Linked DNA regions of Sus scrofa: region 1 is linked to region 2. A link is a contact called in public Hi-C data. All regions are on one chromosome and are shown on one strand. The core of a region is the stretch at or near the end of the contact, and the rest is flanking DNA. Distances in the headings are between cores, read along the strand shown.

The links. Hi-C and Micro-C count contacts between places; a contact is called where the count stands out from the background.
Region 1: a Hi-C map of liver shows a contact between it and region 2, with 8 times the contacts expected there. The contact joins two enhancer-like sites. A contact is called at or near these places in 7 of 47 Hi-C or Micro-C datasets (embryonic fibroblasts, liver and skeletal muscle) and 2 of 2 datasets of contacts at active chromatin or transcription factors (alveolar macrophages and skeletal muscle).

Annotation. Positions count from the first base shown.
Region 1 is chr14:42,124,739-42,130,012 of Sscrofa11.1, reverse strand. All of the region lies in intron 3 of CORO1C (coronin-1C), which reads right to left. Among named protein-coding and RNA genes, the nearest start is that of SELPLG, 31 kb to the left of the region's middle. Within about 2 kb of position 2,557, at least 44 of the 83 cell types and tissues checked have an H3K27ac peak or open chromatin away from gene starts, as enhancers often do. A contact at or near this core is called in alveolar macrophages, liver and skeletal muscle, where this site is marked.
Region 2 is chr14:42,027,926-42,033,081 of Sscrofa11.1, reverse strand. SSH1 (protein phosphatase Slingshot homolog 1) reads right to left here. Exons shown (of 16, transcript XM_001929329.5): 16 at 2,240-5,156. Among named protein-coding and RNA genes, the nearest start is that of CORO1C, 32 kb to the left of the region's middle. Within about 2 kb of position 1,426, at least 27 of the 83 cell types and tissues checked have an H3K27ac peak or open chromatin away from gene starts, as enhancers often do. A contact at or near this core is called in alveolar macrophages, liver and skeletal muscle, where this site is marked.

The DNA of each region.
Region 1 (5,274 bases), core at 1,308-3,807, 96 kb before region 2:
AGGCTACAGTTTAAAACATTACCTTCCTCTGTATGACGATTAAAAAACAAGTAAATTTTCTACCAAAAAAAGATTTTAGGGAACTAGTTCATAAGAAATTTAGCACTTGCCAGTGAAAAACTCATGCTCAACAGTGGAACAAGTGAGAAACAGAATTTTCCTTTGTTGGGGATTTCTAAGGAGGAGACAAACAACTGTCTGTTTTCAATCGCTCAGTGGAAGGCAGAGTCTGGATTGGGAGTGGTTAGGGTTCAGCTCAGTTCTGCTGTCCCACAAAAAATCACAACAAAAAGTCTGCCTGCCATCCTGAAGAATGCAGCAAAGTCATGAATTACATGATCATTCATAAACCTGCCTTTTGAGGGCCTCAGTTTAGGACATCACTTAATTTCTCCTGAATGCTCATTCAACAAATTTTCAACAAGGCAGGGAGTTCCCTGGTGGTCTAGTGGTTAGGACTCGCACTCACTGCTGTGGCACCACATTCAATCCCTGATCTAGGAACTAAGATCCCACATCAAGGTGCTGAACGCTGTGATCAAAAAAATAAAAGTTAAAAAAAAAAAAAAAGCCGAAAAAATTAAAAAAAAAAAAAAAACATTTAAAAAAAGGAGTTCTCGGAGTTCCCGTCGTGGTGCAGTGGTTAACGAATCCGACTAGGAACCATGAGGTTGCGGGTTCGGTCCCTGCCCTTGCTCAGTGGGTTAACAATCCGGCGTTGCCGTGAGCTGTGGTGTAGGTCACAGACGCGGCTCGGATCCCGCGTTGCTGTGGCTCTGGCGTAGGCCGGTGGCTACAGCTCCGATTCGGCCCCTAGCCTGGGAACCTCCATATGCCGCGGGAGCGGCCCAAGAAATAGCAACAACAACAACAACAAAAAAGACAAAAAACAAAAATAAATAAATAAATAAATAAAAATAAAAATAAAAAAAGGAGTTCTCATGGTGGCTCAGCAGTAACGAACCCAACCAGTATCTATGAGGATGTGGGTTCAATCCCTGGCCTCGCTCAGCAGGTTAAGGATCTGACATAGCTGTGAGCTGTAGTAGTGCAGGTCGCAGATGTGGTGTAGGCTGGCAGCTGCAGCTCTGATTCAACCCGTAGCCTGGGAACCTCCATATGTCATGGGTGAGGCCCTAAAATATGATGATGATGATGATGATGACAAGGCAGATGTGAGCAAGCACGAGAGGCAAAAGGAATCTAGGAATCTACCTGGCCTCCCCTAACCCCTCCCCCAGACCACTGCCTCTCTCCACCGAAAGGGGCAGACTCTGACCCAGGCCCCTCTCCCCTGGGGGAATGGGCATCTGCTACCATCCATCATTACCTCTTTGCTTTCACCCTGATACGCACCATTTTTATTCAAGGATTTATGATCAGTAAAACTGCTCCACACTGAACTTGGTTATCTGAATATAAAACAGGACTAAAATTTTGAACAGAAGGAACAGAAAACAACTAATGATTTGATCAAAGCACAAAGTCGGGAGAGGAACAATTATGAAACAGGACTTTGGTGACTCAACAGGAAATGCATTTTGCAAGACGAATTCTGACCCACGCTTACAACAGAAAGAGTAGTGATATACCACCTGACGCCTCCAGATGGCAGTGTGACCACTGGCTGCTGGATTTTTCCCACAGGGATCGTAAAACCTTCAGTGCCTGACCCACCATGATTAAATAGTGCCTTTTCTAAATCCCTAATGAGGCGTGGAGTGATGGGAGGCTTTGGATATAACCAGCATTTCCTGCTTAAATATGAGGGTGGAAGTAGAGCTCATAACAGGACTTCATCTTCTCCTTTCTCTAGTTTCATCTTTTCCTTGGATTGCCAGGAGATTTTGATGGAGCAAAACGCTTATTATGCAATTTTGAAAACGAGAAACCTCTCTGTCCCTCCTCTGTCTCACTTTTGGCAGATTCAATGGTCTCCTCAACAAGGCTTATGCATTTTCATCCAGGCACCTAACCCATCTCACGATCTCAGTCACTCAGCCATGTAGCTCTTTCCTTGAGTAACCACCACAGCACAGGCCTGTTACCAGGCAAGGAGGGAAGGATAACACAGGCTCCGCTCTCAAGGGGTTTACAATCTAAAAAAGCAGAGGTGTCTATGAGACTGGAAGCCAGACAGCAAAGACAAGCAGCTGGCTGGAGCAAGGGCTCTGAAGCCAGAGACCTTGGTGCAGATCCTGCCTGGGGCCTCTTACTGTGATGGTCCTGGGCAAAGAGCTCAACATCACTGCGCAGGGAAGAATCAGGACCTGTACTTCCTAGGGCTGCTTTGAGGATTAAATGCATTAACACTGCCTGGCACACAGTCACCTCCAATGCAGTGCAGGGGTGAGGAATATCCTGATTCTGCTATCAGCTGCAGGACCTTGGGGACATTCACCTAAACATTTGGGGCTTTGAGTTTCCTCATCTATAAAATGAGTCTATAATAATGAACCTGTCCTCACTGGGCGTGTCTGGAGACCAATGTGGTAACATGAATACAAAGCACTCAGAATAATGCTAAGGCAGGCTGTGGGTTAAGTGTTAGCTGTGGTTATTACATGTCCTTTTCACTAGGAAACCACAGTCTACGTCACCAGTGTGACGCTCGGGTAAGCTCAGTGCTGAGTAAAAATTAGGTTACCTTCTTGCTACCGAAGCTTGGTACATCCAGGAAGGCTCCCGGAGGAGACAACCTCTAAGGATGAATAGGAGTTAGGTGACAGGTGGAAGCAGGAAAGATGAAATGGGAGAAGGAAGGAAGGAAATCAAGTATCCAGTTTAAAAGCAAAAAACACAGACGCAGAGAGCAATTTTCTAAAGAGTAGATGCTCCAAAAAGGCTGGCTGAGGGGCATGACGGGGAAAAGCACCACGTATAAAAGACAACACAGGCACAAGGATTCCCACGGGAAGACACAGTGACAGCAAAGCCTGTGTGATGAAACGCAAAGACACCGGGCACTCTGGCCTGTGCTGGGAATAAAGGCAGCTTGTTCTCCAGTGGGCCTTGGGGAAGAGCCGCACATCTGTAAGTCCTTCCACACGAGGCCAACGCCCCCCTGGTCAGTGCCTGCTGGCCCTGTTCACAGGCCTGTTGTCACATGCTCTCTGCTGCTGCCAGGAATGGCCTTCCACAGACTGAAGAGGTCATGTGGAGTCCCATTCAGTCCCTGTCCGGTTTCTTGTGTGTAACCTGGGACACAGCCCAGGGTGGTGGTGGAAAGGACCTGACCTGGCTGTCAGAAGACATGGGCTCCTGTCAGGGCTGGACACCAACTGGCTACGTCAGCATTAAGAAAGGACCTTACTCCTGAAAGCCTTGACTTCCCTGCATGGTACTGGGGACAGCATCAGCTCTGCTTCCTCAGGGGTAACTGGAAAGGTCAAACGAGTTGAATCACGCTGCACCCCCAAGCACTACCCGAATGGGAAATACCGCAAACAGGGTGACCTTTGACAAAATCGTCACTCCTTGGGCCTGTGCTTCCTGAGCGGTAAAGCGGGACATACTCCTGCCTTATTGTGCTGTTAACAAGGATTAAATATAGTCACCACATAAAGGTTTCAAACAGCGCGTGGCAAATAAAAAGATCTACTACATGTTCACCATTACTTTTCTTGCTATAACTGTGACCACTATGACCTCAACATGTATTTTACATCTGAATGTCAGGATTCTGTGGAATGAAATTAATTTGCCTTTAAATTAATGCAGCCCTGTACCCAACTACCTAATTTATGTCCAAGATATCCTATGTGTGAAAGCTCTAGCTAGTGCCTGGGCCAATTAGCACAAATGAGATCAGCTCTGATCTCTAGGCTGGTCCCTTAGCTTTTCTCAGCTCCACGGCCAGTTAGTACGTTAATACCAATCAGCTTTTGCAAAAACATATGTGGTGAGTAGAAAGGCAAACGGACATCCAGCATCCTCTGCTGTGCATCGCAGCACGGCAAGCACTCCAAGCTATCCTCTTTCCTCTTGGGTTTTTTCTTTGCTTTTCTTAAAAAGTACTGTGTATGTCTGGAATGTTTTACATGGACAACACATTACTATAGTAACATTAGGTCTTGTTTTGCTTTGAAAGAAAGGGAAAAAAACACCATCAGTCCCTAGGGCTTCCAGATGAAAAAGTGAATCAATCGGTGAAAACCCAAACAAGGTTCTGGAAAAATACAACTTTTAAGCACACGTTCAGGAACCACTGCCTCACTGGCATCCTTGTCCCAAATGAATTTCTGAATATGGAAAAAGGATAGGGCAAGAGAAGCATTCTAACAAGGACACAATGAGGAAGATTTTAAAAAGTGGCTTTCTCTCAAGTAGTGATTTTAAAGTATAAACTTGTTTGATGGTTTTATTTCTCCAACACAGCACAAATTGAAAGCAAACAAAACACAGAGTGTTTCCAAACACTGCTTCTCTATTTTAATCACCCACCAAGAACTTGCTACTGGGCTAGGCACTAGAGTTACAGCCATAAAAAAGACTATTCCTCCCAAAGGCCATATTTTTTAAAGGCTAAGGAAACCAATTCCAGAGGAAAAATGAGGGAAAAAGCTGATCTGAAGAGACAGGAAGAGGCTGGTACTCTGTAGCAGCTGCAGAGCAGCACGACCCCTACAGAAGCCACTGATGCAACAACCCCAAGGGGTAGGATGCAGAGTCAGGACATTCCTAAGTGAACCGTGACATTGAGAACAACATTGGTTTTGAGAAAATCAAGAGCTGAGATTTCAGTTCCGATGTGCCAAAGTTATAATGCCCGCCTGGCAAATGGCCCAGACGCAATCTGTACAGGATGGAAATAACACGAAGCCGGGCTGAATGGCTGGGAGGGGCAGGAGTCCTGGGGAGCATGCTCATCACCAACTACATCACTTCCATCTTGATTTCAAGGCAAAAACTGCATCAGCACAATTGACAACAGAAGCAAAAATGGGTAAAACAGGGAGTTAATTTTTGTTAATTTCCAAAGGAGTGTAAGACTGAGCTGGGAAAAGTGTCCATTTAAACTTCATCTGGGACCAATGAGAGCGTGTGGGTGAAGACAAATAAGAATGTTCTGCCTGCAAGATCCTTCCCTCTCTCAGACTCTGGGAGAACCTATTATGCAACCCCACTGTCTGAATTAACCAGTTTTTGCATTTGTGTTTGGTTACCTCCCAGCAGATAAGGGACATTGTTGAATCAACATCATTCACTAAACTTACTTTGGCTGCTCTCTGTTACTTAAAGCACTGTTATTTTCTTGGAGCTAAAATTTTCCCA
Region 2 (5,156 bases), core at 177-2,676:
TATTATCAGCTAATTCTCAAATTACTGGCCCCAACAGGTAGGTAGCACTGTTTTTAACCCGTTGCGATATCCGATTTCAAAACCAGAGGGAGCCTGGCACCTACTAAGCGCTTGTGGGAGAATCTCTCTTAGTGCATCCATATTCCTGAGCATCCTTTTCTGTGCTGTAGATTCTGCTCATGCAAATGCTGACACTTTACTGGCTGAAACAGTTCACCAAAAAAAAAAAAAGGAATTTGGGGGCTGAAACGGGACCCTTTGCACGTATACTGCAGGGAGCACGAGCAGTTTCCCTTTAAAGGCAAAATATGGTGAATCGGATGGGGGGAGGAGAACACATCTCGTGCTGCCCAGATAGCCTTTGGAGCATGAAGGGGTTCAGATTTCTCAGGGGCTGGAGGTTCATTTCTGACTGTTTTCTTGCTGCGACCTAAGGGGAGATCAGACGCCACTTCTGGGGTGGGAGGAGTGCCAAGAGGGTTTCAGATGGGTCAGGAGCAGTATCTCCCGGTTTCAGCACTTTTTAGATGTAATCTTGGGCAAGTGACTTATATTCTGCAGCCTGATACTTTGACAGTAAACTGAGGATAACGGGGCCTTTGGAGGATTCAGTGGGATTCCTTAAAGTGCTGGGTACGTGGAAGGCTCAGCATAGTTCTGCTCCCTGTGTGAGGGAGCAGGGATGGATGGGGGAGGGGGTGCTTCCCGGGCGGGGCCTGCTTTTCCCACTGTTGCTGGGCTTCCCTACCAAGAAGCGAATCTTTCTGAAAGGCCACGTCATCCTGCAAGCTCTGCCTTCGGGAGCCTCTTGCAGGCGTATGGCTGAGGGGCTTCCCTGTGCATGCGGCTCCTGGGCTCACAGTCAGCCTTAGCATTGTTACTCGGAGGATGAAATCAGGGTGAGGGCAATCTTAGGAAGTTTCTCCCAGTAAGAGTATCAGATGAGTTCTGGGAACACCCACATTCTGGAAGGGCGATGTGGGGTGGGTGTTGTCTCCAGAAAGCACGTGTGGAATGTGACTGTAATTAGCAAAGGGAAAGCCTACTCAATTGCATCACCTTCTCATCTCTACGGATTCTAAACGGCTGTCAGAATTCCCAGGGAATCCAAGGGAAACGGACAGAGCGCTGGGCCCCTCCTCATGCTCTGATTAACGTGTGGAGCCTGAAGAGAATCTAGGAGGTGTCTCCAGTCTTGCCCTGTGACCCTCAGTGGGCCGCTTCCAAAAACCTGCATTATAGCTTGCTGGCGTCAAAGCAGTGGAACCGCTCCACAAAACTTTTGCTTTGATTTCCTCCTGAATGAGCAACTCCTAACCATAATTTGGCTTCATGTGGACATTTTCCTAGAAGGGCTCACTGTGCTAACAGAGTAATCTGGTCTGCTGGACAGCATAATGCTGGTTGTAGAATTCCAGCTTACCCACCAGTCTCCCCACGAGTCCAGGTGAGGGGCAAAGCAGGTCTAGGTGAACCAAACCAAGGATTTTCTGGATCTGCAGGTACTGGAATTTTGTGGCCACGCCAAGGCACTTGTGCTGGACAGGCAGCACTCACCCATGTGACTTGCCCATTGGCGTAAGTTGATGTGACAAAGGCGGCTAAGAGGGAATGTGAGTCCCATGCCCTTTGCCCTGCTGCACGGCTTGAAGCACACAAGTCCAAGGAGGCAGGGTTTTCTGCTGGAAGCAGCCTGGCTTGGCTAGTCACCAAGGGAGCATCGCCACCCAAAGCACTGACCTGCAGTGGACTGTGACCTGGGCGGGACATGAGCCTCAGCTGTGTCCAGCGACTGGGAGTCCCTGGGGTTCTTGCCTTGGCTATTAGCCGCGACTATCCCCCACCGTCCCCTCTCCCTCGGGGAACAGCTAGGTTGGTTCTTGCAAGCACTCCTCTAGCTTTATGTTTTCTGCTGGTACAGGAAGAGACACCACCCCAAGTCTGAGTCCCCCCTGCGCGGGGGGCGGGGGACAGTTATTTTGGCATGCAAGTGGCCACCCTCAAGTGGGCCTGCTCTTCCTTACTGGCTAGATCAGGAGGAAAAGACAATGCCTGCAGGAGCTAACCTTCTCCCCCCGGTTTGTTCTTTGGTCTCACTTGTCCATGTTTTTAGCCTGGAACCCAGCACACGGCAGGTCAGTCAAGACTGGATATCACAATGACAAAGCTGCATCTGACTCTCCTGGCAAGGGCTGAAGAGGCCACTTCCTTTTTGCAAAAGTTCAGAGGTCACCAGGCATTTATAAAGAAAGAGTTTATTGTCATCACAAGAAGCACACAGACTATATACAGTACACACCAACAGAAGTAAAAAAAAAAAGTGCATTATGCCTCATCTACTGCAGATTCACAGTACAAAAGATACTGCCTTTAAATATATAATATAAAAAGAAACAAGAAGAAAAAAATATAATAAAAAATCATGGATATCATAATGCAACACACTGGAACCCGCTGGCAGCTTCTGGAAACCAAAGGGCAGCCCTACTTGTGGAGTTCCTGATTTGTGGTGGGGGGAGGGGTGCGGTCTGAACTTGCATTTTGTTGCAAAGAGCTCAGGACACCAACAGAGAGGAAAACAGGGTGGCCTAGGTAGTAATAAAAACAAGAGGACAACTGTGAGATGGGGGCAGGGACAGGGGAGGGGCTGGGCTGCGATGCAGAGGGGGCCTGGGCTACACCACCCTGCAGCTGGCCAGCCAACCAATTCAGTCCTTTCCTCACTACTACCTGACGGGACACATGGGCTGAGCCAGTGCCTGCCTCACCTGCAGGAACTGCCAGCACTGTTTCTAGCGATGCTCCTGGCCTGGTTGTGGGCACATGTGTGAGGCCTCACAGCAGATAAGCACAAGCGCAGGGCAGGGCAAGCTCCAGCCCTGGTGCCAACAAGGCAAAGTATCCAATCTCAGAAGGTGAGAGCTCAACGGTTTCCCATAAATACACAGTATTTGTAAACTATTATTAAGGCACTCGATTGTAAAACGATAATTACAGTGTCTGGGAGGAGGGAGGAAGCAGCCACCTTCTCAGGCAGCGCGGCCGGCAGAACGGACAGCAGAGCACGGCGGTCCGGTTCTAAAGACTCCTGCCAAGAGACCAGCCAGGGCCACACACCTGCTGCAAGACAAAAATGAGGCGGTCACGTCCAGATCCACGGAGGGCAGCACCGCACAGTATCGCTCCAGACTGTTCCAGGTGACCTGCATCACAGTTCAGGTGACACAGTATGCGTGTGGATGAGCCAGGAATGCACATGATGCTTGAGTGACAGGAATATAGATATATATTCAACTGCAGAGCAGACAATGAAGAAACCAAGTAGCTGGGCGCAGAAGTCCATAACTACTTCAGTGTGGCATGCCGTGGCAGCAAGACCCAAGGCGGGACAGGAGGTAACACTGCACGGTGCTGTCCAGATGTCACAGACCTAGCTCCCCTGCCAGAGGAGAAAGGGTTGCCCTCAGTGCGTTGTGTGGGTCTGGGGCCAAACATTTCTGGCCAACACATACCAGGTTGCTCTTCGGGCACCCTGACTACTTACATGATCTCGACTAAAGGACAGCATTTACTCTAAGGAGCAGTGGACCCAGAAACAGGGGATCCCTCAACCTTCTGGTATGGGGCCTGAGTAGAGTGCTGATGTATAGGGTTGACCTGACAATGTCAATTCTAAGGCAGCTCCGGCTCCATCCTAGGCATCCTCTGGGCTTATCCAGGAGGGAAAAGGTTTTAGAAAGGGCTGGGATGCTTTTTGGCTGGAGAGATGGGGCCGAAGGGAATTGGCCAGTGTAGCTACCTGTGAGCACTGGGCACAAGCAACTGGTTGTCTGCCCCTACCCAGCAGAGAGCTGTTTGGCAGCCCAGAGGTCAGCAGAAGTGCTTGCACTGGGACCAAGGGGGCAGGGAGGGCCGAGAACAAGAGCCTTGTTCTTTCTTTCTTTCTTTTTTTTTTTTTTTTTTTTTTGCATTTTAGGGCCATACATGTGGCATATGGAAGTTCCCAGGCTAGGACTGAACCAGAGCTTCAGCTGCTGGCCTATGCCACAGCCACAGCAACGCAGGATCTGAGCCTCGTCTGCAACCTATACCACAGCTCATAGCAAGGCTGGATTCTTAACCCACTGATCGAGGGATCGAACCCGCATCCTCATGGATACTGGTCAGGTTCATTACTGCTGAACCACAATGTGAACTCCAATAGCCTTGTTCTTAAGAAGTTCGTGCAATGACATACATTGCTCCAAGGCCCTGAAGTAGCAAAGAAATGGAAACTGGCATGGTCAAGTCATGATGAGAGGGCAGCACGGTTTCTCCTCTCTCTGAGATTGAAACATGACTAGAAGACCTCTCTGTATTAGTGCAAGAGGAAGGCGTAGACAAGTTGGGTCTAATTTTGGCAGGTGGTGAAAATCAGAGTGAAAGGGAGGGAAAGGTGAGGTGGAAGAGGAAATACAGTCGAATTCACAGGGTATCAAGCTGATGTAGAAAGTTTTTGTTCTCGCCTAATTCAACAAAGTCATTCCATGAAGATGGCAGTCACTGAAATTCATGACTTTCACAGCATATTTGGAATCTGGCTCGTCTGCTAAGCTTGCAGATGAAGCACTGGTCAAGATACGGCATAGCTTATGATACAGACTCTTTTCAGAGACCAGTATGGATCAGTCTTTGCCAAGGTGCCCCCAAGCCTGGCAGAATGCTCTTGTCTTGCTGGTTTAACATTTAAAATAGCCATCTGCTGCGTGTTTATACGCGGCTGATCTGGGTCTTGGAGAAAAACCTTCATCCTTTTCTCCAGGCTAGAGAGTATTATCCATCAAGAATGCTGCATTTTGCTCCGATGATGGGGCCTTGGGCCCTGGGCTGTTTAGATGTTGATATACTATCTTCTGAAAAACGAATGGCTAAGTGTGCCAAAAGCCCAAGACCCACTCATATTCATAATCCTCCTCCCACCCTTTAACTGGATAAGAGAAATTATGGTTTTCAAAAATGTATCCCACACAGGCATGGTTAAAAAAAAACCCAATTTTGTAAGCCTGTCATCATCTAAAGGATTATTTTGACACCTAAACTGATCTACCACATGAAACTTAATTTGGCAAAACACTGAACCTGATATACTTTTTTGAGACGATGCTCTTGTTGGCTGA